Linked DNA regions of Mus musculus: region 1 is linked to region 2. A link is a contact called in public Hi-C data. All regions are on one chromosome and are shown on one strand. Each heading gives the region's core, a stretch centred on a gene start, on an enhancer-like site or on the middle of the called end of the contact. The rest is flanking DNA. Distances are from core to core; before and after follow the strand shown. Region 1 overlaps Capzb (capping protein (actin filament) muscle Z-line, beta). Region 2 overlaps Otud3 (OTU domain containing 3).

What was found. Hi-C and Micro-C count contacts between places; a contact is called where the count stands out from the background.
Region 1: a contact with region 2 is called in a Hi-C map of embryonic stem cells, with 5 times the contacts expected there. The contact joins two enhancer-like sites. A contact is called at or near these places in 1 of 484 Hi-C or Micro-C datasets (embryonic stem cells) and 1 of 9 other capture datasets (adipose tissue).

The regions. Positions count from the first base shown.
Region 1 is chr4:139,229,971-139,234,987 of GRCm38.p6, reverse strand. All of the region lies in intron 1 of Capzb (capping protein (actin filament) muscle Z-line, beta), which reads right to left. Among named protein-coding and RNA genes, the nearest start is that of Capzb, 40 kb to the right of the region's middle. Within about 2 kb of position 2,302, at least 131 of the 459 cell types and tissues checked have an H3K27ac peak or open chromatin away from gene starts, as enhancers often do. A contact at or near this core is called in embryonic stem cells, where this site is marked.
Region 2 is chr4:138,887,493-138,893,001 of GRCm38.p6, reverse strand. It overlaps Otud3 (OTU domain containing 3), which reads left to right. Exons shown (of 8, transcript NM_028453.2): 8 at 1-1,939. Among named protein-coding and RNA genes, the nearest start is that of Pla2g2e, 12 kb to the right of the region's middle. Within about 2 kb of position 3,126, at least 13 of the 459 cell types and tissues checked have an H3K27ac peak or open chromatin away from gene starts, as enhancers often do. A contact at or near this core is called in embryonic stem cells, where this site is marked.

The DNA.
Region 1 (5,017 bases), core at 1,053-3,552, 340 kb before region 2:
CCACAGGAGCAAGTGAAGACGGGGTGCAGCAGAGGAGGAGGTCTTTCCTGTGGCTAGATGTCTGTGAGACTTCAATCTGTGCCTGGTTGTGGCCTGTATACCCTCGGAGATGCTTCCTAAATGGACACTTCCTTCCTCCCCTGAAGAGCAGATGCATAGCTGGGTCCCTCTGCCCTGCTTATCTATAAAACCACCCTTCTGGATTCACTAGTCAATAACTGGGCATGGAGTGCCAACCTTGGGCCAGGCCCTGAACTTGGCCTGAGGCATGAACACATGACAGGGACACAGCAGTTTACCTTTGGTCCTGTACCCATCTTCTTAGGCTGCCCTTCCCCAAAATTACTTCTTATTCTGCAAACTGTAAGCCCTTGACTAAAATGGCTTCTTGCAAGTGCCCTCCTTCAGAAAGCCAGCTTTCTGGACTTTCCCTCCCACCACACTGGTGGTCATGGGATGGGATGAAAATTAAGTAGCCAAAGAAAGGCCATTCCACCGCACCTTCCACAGCTCTCTGCCCATTCAATTAGTCATTCAAAAATTATTTATTGTTGCCTAGGTAACCAGCTCTGTTTTTGATGCTCAATAGTGAATACAAAGTCCCTGGTCTTTACAGAGCTTACAGTGCAGGGGAAAAAAAATTAAAATCAATTAGGAAAAAAACCGCAGTGGGACAAGAGCGGAGGGCATGAAAGGATACGGGTGCTGGCTTCTGAAGTCCATCAGCCAAGGCAGGAGGGGTGGCTTCTGCTAGCTTCCCCATAACTTTAAAAAAGTCACAAAAGTGCCTAAATCACCTGGCAACAAGTAAAATACTGTCCACTAAGTGAGAACTAAGAGGCAAACCAAATGCCACAGGAGAGAGTACAAGGGCCCGAGTGTCATCCAGTCTTCTGCACACAGCCCAACCTGCCCTGCTAAATACAGAGACAAAGTTCCTGGGGAAATCATGAGCAAAGTAAACACCATCAGTTCCCGAGCAAGGCAGGCACACCAAGAGCCAGGCACACGCTGGCCTGTGATAAGCCCCCGCTGTACACTGCACACACACACTCCCCCAGCAATGATAAAGCTGGACAGAAAGCTCAGAGGACTACTATAGCCAAAGGACTCCCAGGGACATGTGAGTGTGTGTGTGTGTGTGTGTGTGTGTGTGTGTGAGTCTGTACCTGAGGCATCCCTTAGGGGCCCTGCAGGGTCACAGTGCACCTCCACAGTCTAAAAGGAAGAGAAGGGCTGATGATGAGACCGTATGCTGCGCCTTGAGGGCCAGCACAGCACAGAGATGGGATGAGCGCTGGTCTCGAGTAGGAGGTGACTGGGCCTTGTAATGAGTGACCGGTACTCACAGGCAGCTCACTTAGCGTGGACCAGGCTTAGAGCCCCATCACCCCATCACTGTGGCTCTTGTCTCTTGTCAGGGGGAAGGCATGTGGTTGTGTGCTGTCTTCTCTGGACTCTGTAAAATCCACTGCCCTGTGTAGGAAGAGCTCAGAGGGATGGCACCGACCTGTATCACAGGAGACTGATTTCCCAAAGCCAGCCCTAACTCGGCACTCTGCCCTATCCAGCACGCCTGGTCAGTCTCTCTCTGCCACTGGACTCACATGTGTCCACAGCCCTTTCTTCTCAGAAGTGGGGTACGTCTTGTGACTACTTTGGCAATCCTACAGCAAGCCTGACCTTGAGTGACTTCTGAGGATAGATGAGACTGGCAGCTTCTCTCCACAGGAAAAGCAGCTCAGACCTTCTAAGACAGATAGGCCCCTAAGCCCTGGCAGTACGTCTGGCTTCCGCTGACGACACCAATACATGCCCCTGAGTCAGAATGGCCTGGCCAGGGTGTCCCCAAGCCGGGCCAGGGTGTCCCTAAGCCGATGACCACAGAAGCCACTCTGGAGGAACTTTGGAGACACTAGGGAATCTTGGGTAACCTTGTTGGATGGCAGTAGCACACAGTTTCTTGCAATGACCACTGGGGGGCAGTCTCACTAGATGAGCCTTGGGCAGAAGAGACCATCAAGGGACCTTCTCGGGCATGCTCAGAAGGCTGCAGAGTCAGTAGTTAATGGGCAGAACAGACAGGAGGGGAGTTGAAAAGCTCAGAGTGCATGCAGTCTGGGCATCCTTTGAAACATGGTGTATCTAACTCCAGGGAGAACCAGGAGCCCACACTACTAGGACTTCCAGGCGGAAGTGGGGCCTGGTTCTCCTGACTGGTTGGGCAGATCTGGACTCTGGTGGCATCTGCATATAAACAGAGCCCGCAGAGCTAGTTTACATTCCAGAGGGGTTTAGTGAATACTCACTTCAGACTGCACAGGGTGAGCTGCTGGCGCCTGGAGGCTGGGCTGACTCACCACAGACTTGTGGTGTCCCACTTGACCAGGACTGGCCTCCAGGATGGTCTTGTGACCCAACAAGCATTGTTTAGCAGAATCTGTTTTTTGCCTTGGAACACAGAACAGTTTGTGCTGGGGGCTATTTGGGAGAGAATGAAGGGCAAACCCAGCCTCCATGTCAGGTCACTCAGGAAAAACGCGCATTTTGGTTGAATAAAATGAAAAGTGATTTTTCTACTGAATAACTGTCCCTGGGAGGCACACTGATGACAGTGGCCCAGACACAGTGAATCCTCAGGGTGGCATTTGTTTCCATGGAAAATCTACTGAGGAAACAAAACAACATCTACTTGGGCAGAAGGTCCCTGAAACTTGTCATGGATGGGTCAGTGACATCTTTTGAAACAGACTAAATCAACATCATGTGACACACCAGGAACCATTTAGCACTGTCTTGGATCATGCAGATGTCTCTAGAAGATGGTAATCTCTCAGGAAGAAAGGAGCTCAGGTCCCTGAATGGCCTGCCACCTCATGTGCAAGAAATAATTCCCTGCTTTACCTTGGCTCTAGAAAGAACGAACCCTTTAAAGCAAGCAGCATGATGCAGAAGCAATGCCATTTTGACAGTGCCTCCTTCTCACACTGCAGAACTCTTAGCGAGGCATAAGGACATGGCTTCTCTGCCAGGACACGCTCTGGGCAGTCCAGGGCCCATTCTTCCTGGTTCCTGTCTAACTTGACACAGGCTTTCCATGTGGGCTGCCAACGGTCTCTAGGAAGCAGGGGTGTCACTTCAGGTGCCAAGTCACTCTGCATCAACTAAGGAGGATAGACTTGAAAGCCAACATCTGCTGCACACAACCCCCTTACTGTGTGCCATCGGGCAATGGTTCCCTAACGCTGCAGTGAGATGAGGGACAGAAGGACAAGGACAGACTAAGTCCACAGGTGCTGTCAAGAGGTCCTCCCGGAGCACCTTGCAGCCTGCTCTCTGATGCCTTCTCATCCAATGTCCCACAGAGGTTGCAGCTGAGAACAGCCAACTACTTGAACCATCTCCCTATTTCCTGATGTCTCCAAACCCACCTGAGGTTATCAAAACCACACCAATGTGACAGGCTTAGAAGAGTCCCATGATGCCTAGACATGTGACCCAACAGTGGGAATTTCCATGTGCTTCTCCCAGAGGAAACTTAGCAACCTGCACGCAGCTCCTGTCTAGCTCTCTAGCCACCATAGATGGATGGACTGACTTTCCCTGACACAGCCCGTGGGAACCAAAGCCTCCGAGCGAGTCACCCTCAGCTGTGCGTCTGTCTGCAGCGTCAGCTCCCACCTGCAAAACTCAGGGTCATTTCTCCGTGGAGCCTGGAATTCACTCTGTGAGGCTGGTGGAAAGGCAGAGTTCTCTGAAAGGAACAGGTTTCCGGCATCTCCAGGAGGCAGAAACACTCCATGAGTTCCAAGACAGCCTGGTCTACAGAGTGAGTTCCAGGACACAGAGAAACTTTGTCTTAAAATTCAAAACAAAACAAAACAAAAAAGGCCAACTCAATGAGCAAACCAATTCCAAAAGAAAAGGGAAGTAAGTAGCGTTGCCTCTGCTGCTGAGCACTGAGCACTGAGGAGTACTGAGCACTGAGGAGCACTGAGCACTCAGGCTCATGTCCTGGGGAAAGGGTGCCGGCTTCACAGGTGAGTGAAGGCAGTCAGGAAACTCAGGCCTCTTGGCCTGGAGCCAGAGCACTGTGACACTGAGACAGACTGGCCTCCACGCCCAAGACCACTAACCAACAGTATCCAGTCTAATAGTCACTTCCTGTAGCAGCCTGCTGGCACAGAGAATTAATTAGCAACAGTGAAGGTCTTCTCCTGGGAGGGGGGGGGCAATTCCACCACCAATCTGTCTCCTTAGATTACAACCACAGTCTCACACACCACTGACAGGTGATTTCTTAAAAACACTAAAGCGTTTTGGAAACTGTGTCTCTGGATGAGGGTTTCCTGGCCCCTTTAGAAGAGTCCACAGGGCGCCATCACCTATGGTCTGTTCATTAATGGTTCGCAGATGTCTCTAGCTTCTGCCTCTGTACGATCCTGGCTGGTTTCATGTAACCAGCGACTAATCCCTCCACTTTGTCAACTGGCAGCTAGACACATAATTAGGGGCAATCCCAAGATGTCTTCAATAGATGGCATGTGTGCTGTGCACATCCACTTCTATGGTACGGGAAACTCAAACGGACTCTGCGCAAAGGCTAGGCAATTAATCCAGAGTGTCCCTGTATTCCAAACCTGGAAGAAAATTGTTTGGACAACAGTCCGCACGTGCACTGGCTGAGAGAAGTCAACTCCTTTTGTAGCAGCGGCAGCCGACTGACAAGAACCTGCTCTTAAACACATCCATGAGCTAGCCTGGATGCAATTCGTAGTATTTGGATATTTTTTAACATAATACATTGTACATAATATTTACCCCAATAAAGTACTTGTACCGAGTTCAAAGGTGGGGGTGGGAATATGACAGATCAGTTCCCATCAGCCAACAGCACAAATACTCCCAAAGCAGCAATATATGAAGAATGGGGGGGGGGGGCGGGGAGGTCTCCATCAACCCCAAGCATTTTACTTACAAGGAGAACAGGGCTGTTTCTTGATTTAGGCCTAAAGGA
Region 2 (5,509 bases), core at 1,877-4,376:
CCATAAGCTCTGAGAACACCTCGGACCATATCGGGATTGTGAAAGTGAAGAGGGCTGACCTGGCAGGGCACCTGGGGTGGGGATCAGTGGGGAACCTTCCTGTAGCTCTGGCACAGTTCCCACTTCCCTGGGGAACGGAGCAATATGTCCTTCGGTGGCAGGGCTGGAGGCAGTGGCTCAGGTTACCAGGTGGTGTCAGGTGGACTTGGCCTGTGCACTGCGGCCCAGAGTGAGCTCCCCCCCCCCCCCAGTCTCTCATGTTCTGAGGAATTACTGTCTGCCTGGGTTTTACCAGGATAACATAGAGTGCCCTTATTTTACCTCTGAAACAATCAGCTCGGGCATCCAGCTGGGTAGAGGAAACCCGAATCCCCAGGCAGAGGGTGTGAGCAAAGCCAGGAGGCACCTCCCAGAGCCGTGGCCTTCATGGCCCTCCTGGACCCGTCTCCAGCCCCAGCATCAGCTTCTTACCTCTAGGCCCAGGTCAGGTGCAGGGCTTCAGTTGTCTCTCTCAGGTTGGGGAGTGCTCACACAGTGCTGTCCCGAGCAGACCAGACCCAGAGGCACCGTCCTTGTTGTTGTTGTTGTTGTTTCTCTGTGTAGCCCTGTCTGTCCTGGAACTCGCTCTGTAGACCAGGCTATCCTCAAACTCAGAGATCCGCCTGCCTCTGCCTCTTGTGAGCGCCAGGATCAAAGGTGTGCATGGGTTACCACGCCTGGCCCCAAGAGGCACTTTGACAGGAACGTCCCCCACGTCCTTACACGTCCGCTGTTCCACCACCATCCTTGTGTGTGCTAAGGTTCTAACAGTTGACTGCTGGGCCCAGTTGGTGGTTTCTGCTGAGGGGAGGAAGGGAGGGAGGGAGGGAGAGAGGCAACCAGTGTCCCTTTGTTGTAAGTGGGAGCGCAATGTGTGACTCCCTGCACTTTGAGGCTGGGCTCAGAGAGCTCTGTCCCAGGTCAAGTTCTGACAGTTCATTCAGTCTGTTTCTCTCTAGAGTCTCAGTTCAGTAAGTCAGTTGAAATGGTGACTCTCCTCACAGTTACTGGAGAAGGCTGGTAGCCGTGCGGAGGATGCTGTCCCTGCATACAGTTGCACACTTGCACAATGAGTTTATGGTAAGCGGGGCGTACCTGCAGGCCAGGGCTCCTTTGCTGCGTCCCGAACATAGGAGGAACCTTTGGGTCTGGCTCTGAGCCTGCACATGAGCATCCTGCAGGCCCCTGTTTCAGCACCAGGGCAGTCACTGAAGTTCTTCAGCCCTCTGACAGAGCTCTGTTGAAACCTGAGCCCTGCTGAGGTGGGGCTCTTCTTGTCTTCCTGTTCTTGGGGGCTCATTTTTTCCATAGCGGCCTCCCTACCAGCATCCCTTACTAGCACTAAGCTCAGGGAAGGGAGACGAGCCTGCAGTCAGGCTCAGCACCCCACACCCCGCTCCCTTCCTGGTCACAGGGATGGATGGATGGATGGATGGATGGATGGATGGATGGATGGATGGATGGATGGATGGATGGATGGATGGATGGAGTGAGTGCCCATCCCCCCAGGAAGAGGGCCAGTGTGTCTGCCTTCTCTCTTTTCCTAATTGCACTATGCTTGTTCTGGCTTCAGTCTAGAGGTGTCTGAGGTCTCCATGGGATCATGACCCTTAGACTCAGCAAGTCTGCCTTAGCTCTAGAGCGTAGTGGTGAGGAATCACCATTTCCTGGTGTCTCGAGCCCATTTCCCTCAGGCCATCTCTCTCCACAGCGTGCGTTCATCTGAATCATTTACTCTTTATTTTCTGAAGTACTGTACTTGGCTATCTGCACTGTTTTAAGAACCAAATGTTTTTGTGTTTTTAATCCTCAACACTTGGTGCAATAGAAGCCGCAAAGACGTGCCACTTTATCTCTGGAACTGATTTTGTATACCAATAAATTCTAGTTTAAAAGCAAAGTTCAGGTCAGCTTGTTGACTGTTTTCTTCGCTTGGGTGAGAGGGGCTAAGAAAGCATGCTGGGAAATCCCTTCCCCCAGCTGGGCAGCCATTTTGGATCTAGCAGAGGTAGGATGGATACAGGGGAGTATGGCCGTCTCATGGCCGGGCAGATTGTTGTCAAGACCTACCCAGCACCTCATTACGTGTCTGACGATGTATATGTCAGCTGCCACCCTTGAGAATTACCTTCTTCAGGACACCACCAGCGTGCCTTCCTCTCGTAATGCCCCTTGGCCTTGAGCAGCAGAATTCATAGATTTCCCTGCTCTGACCCAGGTTTGCTTGGGCTGCTTGGAAAATGGATGCTCTTCGACTGCAGTGGTGCACTCTGACTACACTGATGCGCTCCAAGGACCTGTGGTTGCAGAGGATGGAAACTGGTCCAGCCGCTTCAGAGATTCTAGCTTTGCACTTTGAAACTGGCCAGACTCTGTGGCAGAGGGATCTGGGTATTACTTGTATCCAGTTTATTCACTCACCCAAACATCTGTTAACTACCGACTTTTGGGTCTCTGGAAACAGCTGGGACCCTGTTTGCTAAAGGCGTCCAGTGTAGGGATGAACGCAGACTCATAGCAATGAGCCCAGAGGACTCGTGGAGAGGCAGCACTGTGGGCTGTGCACTTGCCTTGCACCCACGCACGAGTCTCTTAAGTTCCATCCCTAGTACCATATAAATGTCACAGAGGTGCACGCATAGCAAGCCCAGGAGAGTCAGAAGTTCAAGGTCGTTCTTGGCTATATTGCAAATTTGAGGTCTGCCTGGGCTACAGTGAGACCCTGTCTCAAAAACAACAACCAAGGAGCCCAAACACAAATAGACCTAAAGAAAGGCGGAGCCGATGGCTCAGGAATTCAGAGAAACCAAGCGAAGCTTAGTGGTCTGTGCGTGAGAGGGGAGGTAGGCATGGAGCTAGGGAAGGACCAGTGTGAGCAAAGCCCCTCAGAGAAAAGCCTTGGCTTTAGGGTGGAGTATGCCTAGAATACTCAAGTTGGGAGGGAGGCTGGAAACACTTCATCACAGCTCCCCAGAGGAGCAATGCTGTTCTTCCCCCAGTGAGGTCTAGACGCAAAGCACACTTAGTCCAGCTGGGCTGGGTGTTGGGTGTGTGGACTTGGCTCTACTGCCTTGTGTTCTAAGGACACGGCACTAGCAGCCCTCCAGAAGAACTTCCGCAGCATCTCTGCTGACAGCTTCACTTGTTTACCTCTGGGGACATCAGCTTGCATTTAAGGCTAATGACTCAGATGGGGCGACTCTCAGATGGGCGTCCACTTAAGCTCTTGCTCCCATGGTGGGAAGCCAAGGGGGCTGGTCGAACGAACCAGTGTACTGTTTACCAACTGTGTATGGCACCCTTTCCACAGATAGTTCCAACGGAAGCAGGCATTTGGAAACTGCCTTTGCTAAGAGGCGCTGACTCCGAACGTGAGCTCACAGGCAGCAGAAAAGCTGGCGTCCTTGCCTTCATTTGTTGTCCGTCTCCTTTCTGCTGGCTCAGACTCTGACTGCCCTGGCCACTCAGGTTCTAAGGCGCATTAGTCTCTCTAAGCCCTTCAAGACGGAAAACACAAAAAGCCATTGTCTTAAACCTGCAGTCAGTCAGTCACCTTGGACTCCAGGAAGAGAAATCCTGCAGGATGAACAGCCCACAGCGGGGAGGGTGATTGTGTCTGCAGAGGCTGCAGCCTGGGGCTGATCATCCTGTAAAAAACTAGATTGGACCCTTGGCGAGGGCTGGAATGAACAGATCTAACAATTCAGGGCCAGACCCGAGGCAGTGATGGGCAGGAGCAGTTCATTAACCAGGATTACCTACACATGCCTCTTGCCCTCAGTTTCCTACTGTCTAAAGCTCTTATCCATACCCCCAGACCAACTTGGAATCATTAGACCGCCACTTCGTTTCTCCTCCTTGCCTGCTGTCCAAACCTCTTTTTGCTTTTTAAGACAGGTTCTCTTGTAACCCAGACTGGCTTCCAGCTCACTGTGTAGCCGAGGATGACCTTGAACTCTTGGCCCTCCTGCCTCCATCTTCTGAGCTTCAGAAATAACAGTCCTGTTGTACCATATCCAATTTATTCAATGCAGGAATTGAACCCAGGATTTCCTGTATGCTAGGCAAGCACTCTACCAATAGAGCTTCATTGCTTTCAGAATTCTCTCTCTTTATTAATTATTTTTTAAAGATTTATTCATTTATTTTATGTATTTGAGTACACCATTGCTCTCTTCAGACACACGAGAAGGGGGCATCGGATCCCATTACAGATGGTTGTGAGCCACCATGTGGTTGCTGGGAATTGAACTCAGGACCTCTGGAAGAGCAGTCAATGCTCTTAACCCCTGAGCCATCTCTCCAGCCCTCCTGTCTCTTTAATTAGGATACTGGACTGAGTGGCCGAGCCTAGCCTGTGGAGCTGCTAGAGCCAGAGCTTTTGCCCCAAACTCCAGGTATATCACACACCCCCAGAATCAACTGGACAGATACTGTAGCCTCACTGGCATGATGAACAGAGTAGATAAAGCAGATATACAAGAAGTAATTGAGTGTGGATGGAGTGTCCATAATGCCCCAGGCCCTTATTTAAAACTTAACCCTGCCGGGGAGGCTGATGGATCTGCCCATTATCATCAGGCCCTTCAGTTAATTCGGACATCTACTCGTTTATTAAGCAATCTGCATAATGGGGGCACTCTGCATATCACTTTTGACAGCACAGAACACGGAATAGGCTGGTCCCAGATCAAAGATGGCAGCAGGGGCAGGATGCAGAGCCATGAACAGACCCACATAGCTGGGGAAGGCAGCACTAGGAGAGACCCAGACAGAGCTCTGCAGTTTGACCAAGGCTGACACCCACTGGGGTTTGGAAAGGTGGAACTTGGGATGCTTTTGGAATACACGGGCTATTAGGATGAGGAGCTGTGGCTGAGGGGAGACTACAGGCCAGCAGTGGGGACATTCTGGGGACAGAGAAGGTGACTGTGAGAGGAAGCAGAGCCACCACTGCTTGGCAGGGGTGAGCTTTGTTAGGACAAAAAGGCCTCAGGACCATGGCTGGGCCTTGAGTGGGAGAGCATGAAAGAGGAACAATAGATGAAAATCAGCTTAGCACATAGGCCTTAAAGGAGTGGGGGTGCTTTCCTTTCAAACTCAGAGAGGAGTCTCCTCAAAAGCTTAGAATAAGGGAAGGGAGAGAGCAGCCATGGACAGGATCAGGCTGGGCACGGGTCAGAGAAATCCCAGGAACAAATGAGCTACGTGAATTGTATAAGTTTTCAGGGACTGGCAGGAGGTTTTACATGGCACGAGTTAGTCTGGGATAGCCTGTATGTTTTACAGGGAGAGCCTACACGATATATGGGCATAGCCTACATGACTGGAGTATGGAGGAGCTAGGTTCGGGAAGGACCATAAATGAGGGGCTGTCGCAGCCATCACGCAGATCAGCTTCTTAACTCTTGCTGCAGTGGGGTTTGTCCTCTTAGAGTGACTGCTGTCTTAAAATGACAAGCCTGTGATC